Linked DNA regions of Sus scrofa: all the other regions are linked to region 1. A link is a contact called in public HiChIP or PLAC-seq and promoter capture Hi-C data. All regions are on one chromosome and are shown on one strand. The core of a region is the stretch at or near the end of the contact, and the rest is flanking DNA. Distances in the headings are between cores, read along the strand shown. Region 1 holds the start of COPS8 (COP9 signalosome complex subunit 8). Region 2 holds the start of IQCA1 (IQ and AAA domain-containing protein 1). Region 3 holds the start of ACKR3 (atypical chemokine receptor 3).

Region 1 (5,011 bases), core at 1,427-3,926:
CAGCCACACAGGATCCGAGCCCGTCTTTGACCCATGTCACAGCTCATGGCAGCGCTGGATCCTTAACCCACCGAGCAAGGCCAGGGATCAAACCCGTGCCCTCATGGATGCTGGTCGGATACGCGACCGCTGAGCCACAAGGGGAACTCGCTGAAACTGCTTTTTAAGTGAATGTCATTACTACAGTAAAGTAGTAAGATTCATCACAAGAGTACTTACCGACTTTATAGCGGGTGGTATTCTTTTCCAAAGGTATCTTGCATTATTCCTAATTTATATCCCCCAAGAAAGAAGAAGCAATTTAGAAAAATCATCCTAGTAAATGTCTAAAATTCTAGATCCCACTGCAAACACACACAAGTATACTCTGAAATACTCTACGTTAAACAGGGTGAAATTTAGTTGTACATGACTTTGTCCAGGTGAAATGAGAGCGGTTTCCCAGATAAAAAGACATGAAATATTTTACCAAAGTAACATTTTGCCATTTTTAGTGAATTTTTAAATTAATAATCCAGATCTTAAATTAAGGTTACAGTACAAAGACTTAAAGAGGACTACCTAAATAATTTAGTCATATATAAAAATAAACAGATTCATACACTTTCAAGGCACTGCTGTTCCCTGACAGTATACAGGTACACAGTGCTTTTCTCCATCTCATGACCCTTCCTCCTACCAGTGGCTACAGAGCCACCACACCTTCAAGGCAGGATTTTTTGGTTTCTTTTTTTTTTTTTTTTTTTTAAGAGTTTGGAATCTTGAACGATAACAAACATATAATGACATGATTATAAAACAAGAAACATAATTTATACAATAGATGAGTAATAAAAATCTCAGTTTAGTTTAAAAGATGCCAAATAAGAAGGTTTACAAGAATTTTAAAACAAAACTGAACAGTAATCATGGCTTTCAGAACATAAGGACTCTTTTTTGCGCAGTTATACTGACTTGTCTTCAATGAACGTGAATGAGGAATAATTAAAAACAAAACCTTTCAAGAAATCGCATACATGACAGTAACAAATTCCTCTTAGCTCTCTCAATTTTCCCTTTCGGTTTCTCTTAGTCTATCGATCACATGTGACATTAAGTAAACAGGTCATAAAAGACAGACATTTCATAACAAAACAAAAGAGAAGAGACTAACAGATTTAAAGGAATTTACTGACACTGTAGTTCATCGTAACAGATTGAAAAATTTTAAGAAAGATATAAGAAAAGAAGTGCATTTTAACTCAGCCTAATCACGATTTAAGCCATGATTCAGTATATGAAATAAATATACTATTACAATAAAATGTAAAGCTCCTTCTGTCTATGTTTTAGTGATGCTACTTCAACGCAAGAATAATTTCTTCAGGAAGCTGTTTCTCTTAGCTTTAGGTAGAAAGTACTTACATGTCATTATGGAGCAGATATAAAGCTAGAAGCTGACCATACACTGGAGGTGTAGCAATTCCTCCTGGAGCCTTTAAAGCCAAAAACAAAAGAGAAAAAGCTCATTTATTTGTATACTTTTGTATTTTTCAAAGCATCTAAAAAGTAAGCATATTTCATAGTACTTACCCTTACAGATGGAGAAAAAGAGAGTGTCACACACTAAAAGCCAGAGTGATAAGTTTAGATCTGTCACCAGCTATGAATTATCTCCCTCTGGGCCACTGAGTTTATATATGCACGGGAACATTTCAGTGGGATCCCTTTCCCAGTTCTCAAATTCTTATTTAAATGGCCTTACTGTTACAAGAGTATTTCCCACAGATTCCTCAAGTATGATGATTCTGCCCGTTACACCAGGTATGTTGAAAATCTAGGTAAGTGAGTAACGAAGAGAGAAATGTCACAGCTGAATGACGAAGACGTTTCTCTCCTTGTTCAACTTTATTCAGAAAATCATCTGTTAAGTGTCTATTAGTGAGCTGCTGCTTCTGGCAGTAGTCTCTTTGGGTTAATTAACTTTTTATACTGATACTGTACATGCTTGTAAGTGCCTTTCTAAGAAAATTAAAAAAAAAAAAAAAACCCTTACTGTTAAGACCTTCGTGAAATAATTTCACCAGTCCTAATGAAGCTAAGACGGCAAGCTTCCGCGACATGAGACTAAGGACTTTCCGAGTTAGGAACAGGCTACAACGCGCACACAGACTCCCTCACCTCTCCCCACGACGGGGAGGAAACATCTTTAACCCGAGAAGCATATTGGAGAGTGTTAGGAGCAAAGACGCACAGCATTTTCGGGCTCACTGGCTGAAGACAAAACAACAAAAAGCCCCCAGCAAGTTCGGGGAGGCGAGGCCTGGATGCTCAGCCAGGAGCAGGCCCGGCGTCCCGGGCTCCACACGCCCGGCCCCGCGCCCGCCCCAGCCCGGCGGGCCCTGGGCCTCGGGCCCCGTTACCCTGGAGACCGGCGCCGCACAAGGCCACGCGCGACCCCGAAAGGCGAATGGCTACCTCCAGCTCCTGGTTCTCGCACTGATCCAGCAACTTTTTGAAATTAAAGGCACTTTCCGCCATCACCGCCACTGGCATCTTCCCGGCCGGTCCCGCCGCCGTACCTCCCCTTCTAGCTGGACCCCAGACTTGTCCCTCCGGGCGTCGCGCCCGCGATGACGTAAAAGCCGCCGTCGCCGCCGAGCTCCCGTGCGCAGGCGCATCATCGGTTCCGGCGCGTCATTAGACGTCGCTGCGGCCTGGCGGGGTCGCTGCCGCTCTGGCCCGTGCACTCTATGTCCTGGAGGACTCGCCTGGCGTCTGGGGACGCGGCTTTCGGAGCCAGGGAGGGCGGGGACTGGGGCCGGTCTGCGGACTCTTCGCTGCCTTTACTCTGAGGCCACGGAAATTTTAAAGTTCAAAACCCAGCTTTCGGTTCCTCCCCCCGCCTCCTCCTTCAGCAGCCCTCCCGCTTCGGTGCAGGCGGTGCGGTCCTTCCTGGGGGCTCCCCTCCTGCAGGCCCCCCATCCGAGAGCGGCTGCGCCAGCGTGGACCACCCGACAGGGCCTGAGCTCGGTCCTCTCCGGACCTCACTCCGCCTCCCTCCAGGCTACTCCCGGACAGCCACCGCAGCCAAAATGATGCTTTTTGAAACCTAAGTCGTCTTGTTATTCTTCTGCTCAAATCCCTAACAATCCAGAGTCTTTGGCATCGCTCACAGATCAAATCCCCAGATCCCTCCGACTTGCTCCAGCCATCCTGGCCTCCTCAGTTTTCTGCGCAGTCCTAACGAACGTTGTATGGTGCGTTATTTATTTATACTTTGGTTTGCTGCCCTTGCCTAGGCCGCCCTGCTGCAGGGTCAGCCGCAGGATTTGTGAGCCCAAAGCAAATTGAAAACGCACATCACTAGTTCAAAAAGCAGAAGGGAAATTACCCGTAAAGGCTATAGAATCTAAAGCTTTTCCCTTATTCCGCAGTGTTTCAACTTTTCATAGCATTCTAAAGTTTGCTATTTAATATTCTAAGAAAGGGAAAAAGCAAAAATTTCAATTATTAGCATGCATCTTACCATCTGTCTTTATATTATACGAAGCCAATTTTAAAGGCGAATATAAGTGCATTTAACTCATGTGGAATCACAGAAATCACACAATTGGTAGACGTAACACTTTGTTTGTACTTAAGCTGGGTCTTGCTGAATTCCTATCATTTGGGGTCGACTGGGAATTCTGCATTCATGGGGTATTTTAAACACTGTGGAGGGCAGAAAACGCATACCTCAATCATCTCTTTGAGTGTCTGTCCTCCCTATGGACTTGCCAAACCCATACTCGAAGATAAAATTATTTAGGATTCCAAGACAGTGACGGTTTCACTGATTATTTTTGTAGAATCAACACTTTCCATGTGGAAATGGTTGTGTTTAGTTATGCTTCAGATAGAACATAGAGATAAGAAAAGCACTGCAAAAGTTGCTCAAAGAATTGCCAAAAACCTTAAATAGGAAGGTGTGCAAATAGCTGGTAGAACTCGAGATATTTTGGGGGAATGAAAGCAACACACTTTCATTCGTCCAAAAAAAGAAAAGAAAAGGGACTAAGGGTAAAATGATTCTGAGATCATTCGACAAAGTTTGAGGAACAAGATTTTGAATTTTCAACATGTGATAATGGCTCCCAGCCTATTTCTGGCCAAGAAAGATTTCATTGGGAAGATAGTTATTTCAGAACTCTGAAATTTCATTTCTTTTTTTTTTTTTTTTTTTTTTTTTTTTTTTTTTTTTTTTTTTACTTTATAGGGCCACATCTGTGGCATATGGAGGTTCCCAGGCTAGGGGTTGAATCGGACAGAGCTGGCCACAGCCAGAACACTGGATACCAAGCCATGTCTACAACCTATACTTCAGCTTGTGGCAACACCAGATCCTTGACCCACTGACTGAGGCCAGGGTAGAACTCGCATCCTCATGGATATTAGTTGGGTTTGTTACCACTGAGCCACAATGGGAACTCCTAGTGAAGCTTTAGAAATACAATCACAGGTGAGAGGTAGAGCTTGGGGTATTATTCTGAGGACGAAACTCTACTTTTTGTTTGTTTTTAATTTTATTTTTAAATTATAATCAATAGAAACTAACAGACAGGCACAGTGACTTGGGAACTGGTGGCTGGGAGCTGCAGAGGGAAGGAAGAGTCTTGGGAGTGGAGGGATGGAGTAAAAGGGTCTAAGGTGAGACTTGGCTTAGACATGGGGACCTCCAAGTGACGGTGAAGGGCTGCTGGATCTCCAGGTCTGCGCCGGCCAATACTCAGTTTTCGGTTGTTGCTGTATGATGCTTCCCTTATCTTTTTACCCCCCAAACTTTCAGTCATAGGAGAAGTGCAGGGGTGTGATAAAGGGCAGTGTGGGAAAGAAGGCCGTGATTTGGGGACGCAGCACTCAGAAGAGGCAGCACCCAGAGGAAGCTCTGGTCCCCAGAGAGGCTGACTCTGGGGTGGCAGGAGGTTGTGTTTCCCACGGCACTTGGGATGAGGGGGTGGGCCAGCACGCTAAAGGGAAGCATGGGCCCTGG
Region 2 (5,011 bases), core at 1,534-4,033, 510 kb after region 1:
GTGATTAAGACGACTTGAGGAGGGAATGCGTAGGTTTAACTGTGTAGAAGCTCCTCCTGCAGAAGAGAGTTGTTGTGTTTTGCACGCGAGCTTTGAGTAAAAGCAAAGAATGATCATGAGAGTTGGCCCCAACCAGCTGCACTTTCCAGAGGCGCCAAGCAGCCCCTCTTTACTGCCAGTGTGTGGTCAAAAAGAAATGCTCAAGAGACAGGAATGTCCTGGGGGCTTGAAGCTTCTGAGACAGAAGGAAATCAGACACCCTTCCAGGCCTGTCCTCCCTCCAAGAATGTCCCTGGGAAAACGAAGGCTGAGAGCATCATTCTCCTGGGTGGCCGTCCCCTCTACTGCTGGAAGGCAGAATCCATTCCTAACAAGACACACCCTTTCCTATCGCACGGCGGGGACGACTGTGCTTTGCACAGAATGGGCATCAATAAACATTTGCCCGAATGACTTTAGATAGATCCAGAGGACGGAGATATGAATGTTCCCAGAGACCTGGCAGTCTGATTAGGATGCTGCATAAATTATTCAACACTGAGGATAAAGTAACCTTTTCTACTGAATATACATACGTAGGGAGCAATTTTTTTTTTTTTTTTTTTTTTGTAAAAGTGGTTTGAGAAATACTGTCTTTAGTAACATCTATCCACAGGAAACCAATTTTTTTAAGACAAATGTCCACTCAGGGAGGTGCTGCTACCAACAAAGAGATAAGGGTTAGGGGTGTGGTCTTTGGAGGGAGACGATCACGTGAGCCAGGTGCACCTCCACCATCACCTGGAGGGTGGCCTTGGATATAGAGTTGCTTAACCTGCCTGAGTCAGGATCCAGGTGTGTAAAATGAGGATGAAAACATTACTCAACTCAAAAAATCAGTGGGACGCTCTAATGAATATACATCAGGTCGTAAGCAGACCCTGGCGTGGAACAAGCGGTCTGTCAGTGCAGCAACTGGCAAAGCTCGTGGGACACAATCAGAGGACAACTGTGTTTGTTCTGCTCTGTAGAGTTTGGAAGACCTTGTTTCACTGTCTTGCACGGAGTACTCGCTCTCCTTTTAACACGGCTTGTATCTTCGGGTGTCTGGATTTCATCATCAAGAGTTTTATTTTCTAGAAAAGCTCATGGGCTGTAATTCGCATTGAATGTCGCCTACCCGGCAGCCCACACGGCCTGATTGGTTTTTTTAATCTACCCTTCTCTCGCTCTTAACGCAGGTAAATGCTGGTTACTCTAAGACAACAATGGCAGTCACATCGCAGCTGGTCCTTTTTTCTGTCTTGACTTGTTACCGAGGGAAGCTGTCATGTCTAGAGCAGCGGCAGACGGAAACTGTCCAACTTCCTAAGGATGACTGCTCCAAAGATGGGAAGACCACCAAACACTGGTGATGTCACCACGCTGCTGAAATAATCAGCTCCAAAACAGCCTCGTCGGTATGCTTGTCATTAAGGGAGATGGTAGAGCCTCTCACGGTTTAAGCCATTGGACACTGGCTTTTCTATCTCTTGCACTTAAAAACAGGCCAGTTGACACGTGAGCACTGTATTTCCTAAGAGTGTTCGCATTTTGGAATCTTAACTGTGATGAGTGGCAATATTTGTGGTTCACGTTTCCCCCCAAGAACGGTGTAAATACCACCACCAGTGTGAGGCCAGCCACGGTCCCTGCACCACTTCTCCTTGAAGCTCAATAACATGCCCAGGATATCTCAGGGGTGGGTTGTCCCAAGTCAGTTTTTCCTGGAACATAGTGAGAACGTTTGATCTGCAGGTTTCATTCATCTCAGAAATGTTTCTTTCTATCTTTGAAACAAATTAATCGGAGGTCTCCCTTTCAGGAACATCAGCTCATCCTTTATAATTTGCTTAAATGCCTTTCTTCTCTACGTTCACTGCAGTGGAGTTCAGCTTTTCCTTTAAGTCAGTCATTCAAATGAATTGTGCCCCGTCTATTTCTAATTTGGTTCCTCTGTTGAACTATTTCTGATTTTCATTTGTTTCTTTTAGCTATAAAAATCTCCTTTTCTTTCTTTCTTTTTTTTTTTTTTTGGCCCTGTCCACAGCATGAGGAAGTTCCTGGGCCGGAGACCAAAGCTGTGACACAGCAGCAACCTGAACCGCTGTAGTGACAATGCCAAATCCTTAACCCACTGTGCCACAAGGGAGCTCCCATAGAATCTTCTTTTCCTTCTCATTATGTTGTCTTATATTCTCTCCCCGCTCTTATTCTGTTAAATTGATGTCCTTATTGCCTTGTTCTATAATATGGAACACATGTAAAGAATTTTTTTCTGTTTGGTTACTCTTCCTCCAGGCTCGGCTGCTAACCTGTCTCATCCACGCCAAAATCCTTTTTTTCCCTCCTCCTTTTATTGAAGTCCTGGATTTGGATAGAGGCTATGCTGCTTCTTTCCATCTTACACGTATGTATTGTGGATTGCTCTCTGCAAATCTTCTAGTTGTTCAAATATACTGTGAGCAAATTCTCCTTGGCTGTTCTCACACTGTATGAGAATGAGTTTGACAGCTGGGAGATGGCATTTTTACTTTCTCGAGCCTGGATACACAGTGAGGATAAGGACTGACCACTGAATCTTTGCAAGGTCTGGGCTCAGCTCTCTTCTGGATTCTGGTAAACTCCCCTACCACCATTCCTTACCTTTGTCAGGAGGGCATCCTGTTCCTGTGACAAAATGTCCTTCTCCTTTGAAACTCTGCCTCCGTTTGGTGTAAAGTCCTAGAAAATGGCAAGCGCTAGTGATTTTTTTTCCTAGCTCTTGATGGGGCCTGTGGACAGCAGCCAGTATTTTGACTGGTGATGGTTTTATCTCACCTGGATTTCCCAGGTGGCTTGCTTCCTCTTACTCTACTCACCTTTCACCTCACTTCTCAAATTCCTGTCTTCTTTACATTAGAAAGTATTAGTGAGCATCCTTGGTACTTTGTCTACCTGGCATCTTGCCCCAGGGGATGAAATTAGATGCTGTTCTCCGGCGCAGGCTTCTATCTCACTGAGTTGTTTTGAAGTTTATGGTATGAAGTTGTATTTAATTTTTTTCTTTTCTTTTTTTTATTTGCTGGTTTTTACTATTCTTTTATTCATGTCATAGTAATTGCGGTGTGGGAGAACGGTCCTATGATCCAGATTTATTATAATTTTTACGTGTTTGTCCTCTACACGCTGTTTCAACCGCAGTCCTTCTGAATGTGTTCCTGTAGGAACTGCAGATTATAAAATCTGCAAATAAATCCCCACGGTTACCAAAGACGACAGAACAATGAAAGCAAACACTCGGAGCGACTTGCTAATGAATAACAGCCACACCTTTTATATTTACGGTGTGCTGTTGCCTTACTCCATTTTCATTAAGCCCCAGCAGGGCAGCATCTGCCTCTCCGCCCGCACCCGCAGATCTAAGTCTGAGCTTGGCCCGCAGCAGACACCCAGAAATGTTTGGAACGAAGAACGACTGTCACCCCCCCTTTACAGACCGGAAGACTGGGGTCCCAAACATTGAGGACCTCGTCCAAGGCCACATATCTGAAGCTGGAAGAAAATGGGCAAACGGGAAAGCGGGACGCAAGGCGGACAACGAGCGTACGTGGGACCGGGGCCTGTCGGGGAACGCGCTCTGGGCGGATCCCCCGGGAGGCGGTGACTCGGACCCGCTCAGCCACCACCTGCCGGGCAGCTTCCGCCCCAGTGGGCCACGCGGTTGCCAGGGAAACAGCAGGAGCGCCACGCAGGCGCAAAGCATGCAGGGGCGGAAAGCGCGCTGGCGGCCGAGCGGACCCGCGCTGCGCAGGCGTAGCGTCTCCGTTGCTAGGTTCCGCCTCGCCTCTGGCTCGCGGCCATAGTAAGGTTCTGGAGCCTCGCGGTGGAGAGGAGAACGCTGGAATCCCCCTCTCTGGGGCTGTTCGCACCCCTGGCTATTGCTTTTCCCTTTTCTAAGTGAGAGGATATCCCCAGTCCCAGTCCCTCTCCAGAAGGACCTTCCGCCAGCGCCTCTGGTGGTCTCCTGACTTCTGCAGCCAGCTTTCAGAGGGCGACAGAAGAGCTTCCAGGCGGGCGAGGAAAAGAGGGAAAGTAGCCAGCATGTCGAACGCGTAAGTGATGGGCTGCGGGGCCGTAGCTATGGGGTAGGTTTCTCCAAAGAAAAAAGTCTTGCCGTGCTTCTTTTTCGTTTCTTCCCACCACTCCCCACCACACACACACCTTTTTGCGGTGTCAGCAAGTAAAGATACACCTCAGCATAGAGTATCACCTTCTGTGGACAAAGAATGCCATACATTTCTGTCTCTCAACTCCCCCTCCCGCTGTCACCGCCCCCATAGAGATGAGCTCCTCCAGACCCATTGCTCATGCCCACTAAGCCCTTATGGATTTTTTTTTTTTTTGTCTTTTTAGGGCCGCACCCGCGGCATATGGAGGTTCCCAGGCTAGGGGTCGAATCAGAGCTGTAGCCACCAGCCTACACCACAGCAACGCTGGATCCGAGGCATGTCTGAGACCTACACCACAGCTCAAGGCGATGCCAGATCCTTAAACCATTGAGCGAGGCCAGGGATCCGACCCGCGTCTTCACGGATGCCACTCGGGTTCATTAACTGCTGAGCCACGACAGGAACTCCTATGGATGTATTTTTGAAGAAGCCGTGCCTTCAGTAATTCAGCTCATTGGTTTTGTTAATCCTTCCCAGTGATATACGTTGCTTTGTGAAAACTCTCAGGCCCTGTGTTAAAGTTAAGAAGACTCTTGAGGAAGCTTTTCCTACTGCTGTGCTTTTCCCCCGGGACCCCTCATCAGGTAGCAGTGGCACCAGAGTATTCGCCTAGCCCTGTACCAGTTACACGGCACCAACACAGCAGTTCTTTCCTAAGAATCATCTCAAACCTATGTCGTAGTGCTGACTCCGTGGACCCTGTCCTGGGTGCTTGAGATATAATAACCCCGAATCTTCCCAGCACCCTGTAATGTCAGCACTGTAGTATTATCATTTCCTTA
Region 3 (5,011 bases), core at 937-3,436, 460 kb after region 1:
TGTTTGTTTTTTCCCCCATCCAGAAAGCCTATACTTTGCCTGTTCTGGACCTGATTAGAAACGATAATACCTTCTCGAGTCTCTCAAGACTTGCTGTTAATCTGGGATAACCTCACCACCGAGGTCCTGGCCCAGGTACGCGCAGGCAGGCTGTCTGGGCTGGACTTTCTGGAACTTTCCTAAAACAGTGACTTCCATGCACAGCCCCCCCCCAAAAAAAATCAGATGGGCAGTAAAATACAGGCATTCCTCCGTTTTCTTTTGCTTTTTCACCCCGATCCAGGGCAGTGCTCCTCCCCCTCCATCTCCAGGAGGGGGGGACACGAGGCCGGCCCAGGCAGCTGAATGCACAGGGCAGTGTTTATGGCAGAGGCTGGGGGAAAAAGAGCAAATTGTTTCCAAGCGAGAGCTCCCATGTGCAGCTCTGCTTTAGAAAAAGGCTTTGCATCTGGAGAAACTCAAGGGCTGCTGAAAGAAGGGCCAGCAGTTTATCCGTTTAAAATCTATGGAAAGTTAAGCACAGACACCGGCAGCCTCCACTTGCCGTTTGAGGCAAGCCTATTCGATCTCCTCTTTTCCCTGGAATAAATAAAGGGACACAAAGGCAGCCTCTGCGCCTTTAAAAGGAAAGGAAAAAGTTGCCACATTGAGACTTTGCAGGGCCAAGTTTCAGGGGGTGTCAAGGCATCGAATACCTTCAAAGGGCTATAAACCATTTCAGGGGGCTTCTCCTTCTTCTGGGAAATGTAATTATCCTGGGGTGAGCAAGTGAAGTGAAAGGAAAGCAAGAAAGAGAGACAAGAAAAGAAAGAAAGGAAGGAAGGAAAAAAGGAAGGAAGGAAGGAAAGAGAAAGAGAGAAAGAAGGAAAGAGAGAAAGAAAGGAAGAAAGAAAGAAGGAAGGAAGGAAGGAAGGAAGGAAGGAAAGAAAGAAAGAAAGAAAGAAAGAAAGAAAGAAAGAAAAGAGAGAAGGAAAGAAAGAAAGAAAGAAAAGAGAGAAGGAAAGAAAGAAGAAAGAAAAAGAGAGACAGAAAGGAAGAAAGAGAAAGAAAGAAAGGAAGAAAGAGAAAGAAAGAAAGAGAGGGCAAGGGAGCCGGGCAGTCTGACTTTTACCACTTCTCATTCTGCCTGTAACTTGCAGGTCTTGGCTATAACCACCCCTGCCTGACCTCACTCCAAAGGCTTTCCCCGCAGTTACTGCCTGAATCTCCATGCACAAAAACTGAACAAAAGTCCTGTTTTATTTCAAGTGTATCATTCCATTGCAACATCCTAGACTTGTGCATGTGCCTTTTTTTCCCCACATGAAGCTGGACTTAACACCTTCTGAGAGAATAATAAATACACAAATTAGACGAGGAAGGATGCAGTCAGGAGACAAACGGGCCAAGCTGTATTTAACATTCACCCTTATAGCTTCCGGATTTACAGGCTCTGGTAATCCCTCCAAAGCACTGAATTCAAACACATCCTGAGCCCGCAAAGATTCTCGGCACCGTTTTCTTCTTCGTTGAAGAAGATGCCTCTTCATAAAGGGTCCGTCTTTCTGGAATCACACACTCACTGCCAATTCTGCTTCCCCATTGATACACCAGGAGTGAAACAGGTAAGCAGCGGTGCCAAGCTGACCCCCTTGCCAACTTTGAGCAAGCTGAATGGACCGTCTGCGTTCTTGTGAAGTGATCTGCCGGCAGGAGCTTAAATACCCACGGCAGCAAACAAATCCCCAATTCCTGAATTCAACAAATACACCGGGTGGGGGGCGGGGGGGGGGCTTCCACTTCAGAAAACTGCCCTTTTTCCTCTCTGCAGCCAAGGCGAAGCCGCACATTAGCAGCCGCACTTTGCAATGCAGCCATGCAGCTTGCAGCCCCTGCTTTCAGAAACCAGACCTGCAGACTCCCAAGCACCCATCACCACTACGAATAAACGAGACCCCTGAAAAAGAGCGCTTAGCTTAAGAGCAGAAGCCCTGCCCGTCGTCCTCCCTCCCTTTCTAAGCAGGGCTGCCGACCCAGCTCAGTCTCCTTACCTCCCGGCTGGGCTCGGCGTAGGGCTCCCCTTCCCAGCTCCCTGCGATCACTGCCTTAGAGCTGAGCAGTTTGGAGGAAGTGCGAGCTGTTGGGCTGCAGACTTGCGTTATATACACTGCAGGGAGGCGGCCTCTAGATGGCAGCTTTGTAACCCACATCTCCTCCCTCCCTCCCTCAGCCACCCCCCTCTCGGTGCACACACACAGGCGCGCACGCACACACACATGCTCGCATGCACGCACACACTTGCACACGCGTGCGCACACACGCCTCCTGCAAACCCCCATCTGTCCTTTCTGGCAGAGCTCTCCCACGCAAGCACACTCTTGGGAAACCCCAGCCACGTTCATTTGCAAAGTCTAATGAAGCTACAAGGTCCAGACCCCAGGGGGGAAATGTGTCAGCAGCAGAAAAAAAAAAAAAAAAAAAAAAGAATGGCAAAGAAACCCTAGTGCTTTGCAAAATCATCAAATATTTATCTGGGAGCAGGTATCTCTTGAATAATCCCATTAGCACCAAGAATTCCTTTGAATGCCTCTCAGCTTCAGGGGAAGACTTTGTTCCCAAGACAAATTGCTCTGAACTTCTGAACTTTGGTGTTGCTTTATTAAACCTGGGTTTTGTTAATTTCTCCAAAACAGAATTAACAGTTTTTGTTCTGAGAAATGAATGAATACCACATCCTGTACCCCCAAAGTGGGGGAAAGAGTCTTTGGGATTGATTTTATTTAAATCTTTCATTTGTGAAGGACTTTAGGTCCAACGGCCTTGCAAATCTAATGAAACTGATGTTCGGAAGCCCCGACCCCGCGCCAGGCACACAATGGAAGTATCACAGGGGTCTTCTGATAATGTCTTTTTCGGAGGTGAGATTAACACCTTTATTATTATTTTTACTGAAACCTACCTTCTTATCTAGAAGTTCTAATTATTATTGAAATCTATGTTCTTCTCTAAAGTTCTGTCCATGGAAGAACCTGACCTAAAAAAAAAAAAAAACTGTTTCATATGACATTCACCGCCTGGGCCCTAGATAAATAATCCACCCTAAAAGGGCGACCTAAACTTTCACTTTTACAACGTCCTTGCTGAGCTCTTCCCCCAGAGTCATGTGCGGTGGTGTGGCTTTTGTTCTGCTTTCTGCTTCTCGCGGAGTTAGTTCCATGGCTCAAGTCACTAGTGGGCTGGCAGCCCCGGCAGGCGGGCTGCTCCCACGCTCTCCGCGGCTGAAACGTGTTGCGGTTCTTATTACACTTCCACGAAAAATACCAGCAGACGGCCAAATGCTGAGTCTGGAGGATTGGAAGGTCAAACTCCCCAGCAGCCAGAAGGCCTGGTGTGGCGAAAGCGCTTCACAAAAGAAAGGTTTTGCTTAGATGAAACTTCAGGGAGCTCAATGGAATCACCGCAGGATGGGAGCTAAGCGCACCCCTGCGCCCGGACGCCCTCCGTGGGCGTCTGCGCATCCTGTCCCTGCCGACAGGGTCGCTGTCCTTAAGAACTGGCACGAATCTTCTTCCTGTCGCCTGGGTACCCAAAGCTCCATTTTCGAGCTCCCAGAGTGAAAGGCGCTGTAAGCTTCTGCTCAAATGTAAGGAGGCTCTAAGACCAGCTCCTTTCTTGGCCCCGTTTGCCACCCGCGGGTGACCCTGAGACCGACAGAAAGGCCCCCATGGGGGCAGAGCAGAGGTCCCCTCTGAGAACATTGACGCACAGGCTGACTCTCTGCAGTTTATGAACTTGATCTGCTCTTTAGAGGGCGCCTTCCTCCTTTGGCAAGCTGGAGGGTGAGTCTGAAACACGGGTTTGAATCCGCTGGAGATGAAGTGCTTTCTGATGAAAAGAAAGCTCGCCGCGCTGCCGGCCGAGAAACCCCCGACAGGATGCAGTTGCTAAAGTGGAGGAAGGAAAACGCAAAGTAGTTGTAAAAAAAAAAAATCCGCTTCAGCTCAGACGCCGTGGGGCCCGTGCCCCCCCCCAAGGGGCTGGGTAGGGGCGGCGCTGGCAGCATCCGGGGACCACAAGGGGCACAGGAGGTGCGCAGTCCCCGCCACGGTGCAGGGCTGCGTCCTCCGCTGGGACCAGGCCCGAAGCCCTCCCGCATCCAGCATCTGAGCTGTGCCCCGGGGCTCCCAGCCCCCACCCCATCGGAGAACCCAGGCCTGGGGGCACTGAGAGGGTAAGTGAGCCATGTTTTGCAAGGGGACAGGATTCCATCCTCCCAGGACTGAAACGCCTCTAAGAACGTTTGGGAGTCGACCCCAACTGTTGGAAGGATTGCGTTTTTAAGGGGAGGGTCAGCTGGGGGGGGCGGGCGGCTGAGTTTGATTAGCCCCCAGGAGGAAACTCTGCGAAGGCAGGAATGGGTCGCTGTCTCTCGAGCTGTCCCAGCTGACTCTGGACCCCCTGGGCCAGCCCTGGCTGCTGAGTGCCGTGGGGGCGGGGCGGGACGCGGGTTCAGCCACCCCTCCCCTCCCCGTCTATACCCTGCACCTGGGATTTTAGACTCCGCAGAGCAGGCTCCTTCTGGGAGCTCACTTGCCCGCAGATGTGGGACCCTCAGCCTCCGCCTTGAAACCTCACTGCACTTTCAAAGGGATCCTGGAGAAGCAGAGCTCTGGCCCGTGGGGTGGCGGCTTTCGGTGAGCACGCTTGGTATGGAGAGAGCCCAGCTCTGATGGCGACAGAGGTGGCCCCAGAGAGGCTCCCGTGCACCTTCAGCCTCAGCGCTGAAGACTGACTCTGCCCAAGAGCGGCTCTTCCCTGAACATCCGAGCATCACACAAGGCCTGACGGGTTCCTGGCGTCAACCTGTGGCTCCGTGGGGCGGGAGTCTGGACCTTCCTGCTGAGTAACAGACAGACACGGCCACCTTGGGTGGGGGGTAGGTCTTGGAAGGAAAGATAGAGCCCCACCCACAAGGGGAAGGGGTCCCAGCCCAAGCCTGGTCCAGAAAGGCCTGATTTGGAACCTGACTTAG

What was found. Promoter capture Hi-C pulls out the DNA fragments that hold promoters and counts their contacts. HiChIP or PLAC-seq counts read pairs in DNA pulled down with a chosen protein or histone mark.
Region 2: a promoter capture Hi-C map of liver shows a contact between it and region 1, with 5 times the contacts expected there. The contact joins the promoter of IQCA1 here to the promoter of COPS8 in region 1. A contact is called at or near these places in 1 of 5 promoter capture datasets (liver), 8 of 47 Hi-C or Micro-C datasets (embryonic fibroblasts, epiblast stem cells, fetal liver and 5 more) and 2 of 2 datasets of contacts at active chromatin or transcription factors (alveolar macrophages and skeletal muscle).
Region 3: an H3K27ac HiChIP or PLAC-seq map of skeletal muscle shows a contact between it and region 1, with 5 times the contacts expected there. The contact joins the promoter of ACKR3 here to the promoter of COPS8 in region 1. A contact is called at or near these places in 2 of 5 promoter capture datasets (fetal skeletal muscle and liver), 5 of 47 Hi-C or Micro-C datasets (adipocytes, alveolar macrophages, embryonic fibroblasts and 2 more) and 1 of 2 datasets of contacts at active chromatin or transcription factors (skeletal muscle).

Annotation. Positions count from the first base shown.
Region 1 is chr15:136,825,887-136,830,897 of Sscrofa11.1, reverse strand. COPS8 (COP9 signalosome complex subunit 8) reads right to left here and starts at 2,676. Exons shown (of 8, transcript XM_003133761.4): 1 at 2,458-2,676; 2 at 1,405-1,475; 3 at 220-268. The coding sequence starts at 2,535.
Region 2 is chr15:136,320,497-136,325,507 of Sscrofa11.1, reverse strand. It overlaps IQCA1 (IQ and AAA domain-containing protein 1), which reads left to right and starts at 2,783. Exons shown (of 19, transcript XM_013984621.2): 1 at 2,783-4,112. The coding sequence starts at 4,102.
Region 3 is chr15:136,367,632-136,372,642 of Sscrofa11.1, reverse strand. ACKR3 (atypical chemokine receptor 3) reads right to left here and starts at 2,186. Exons shown (of 2, transcript XM_003133759.4): 1 at 2,031-2,186.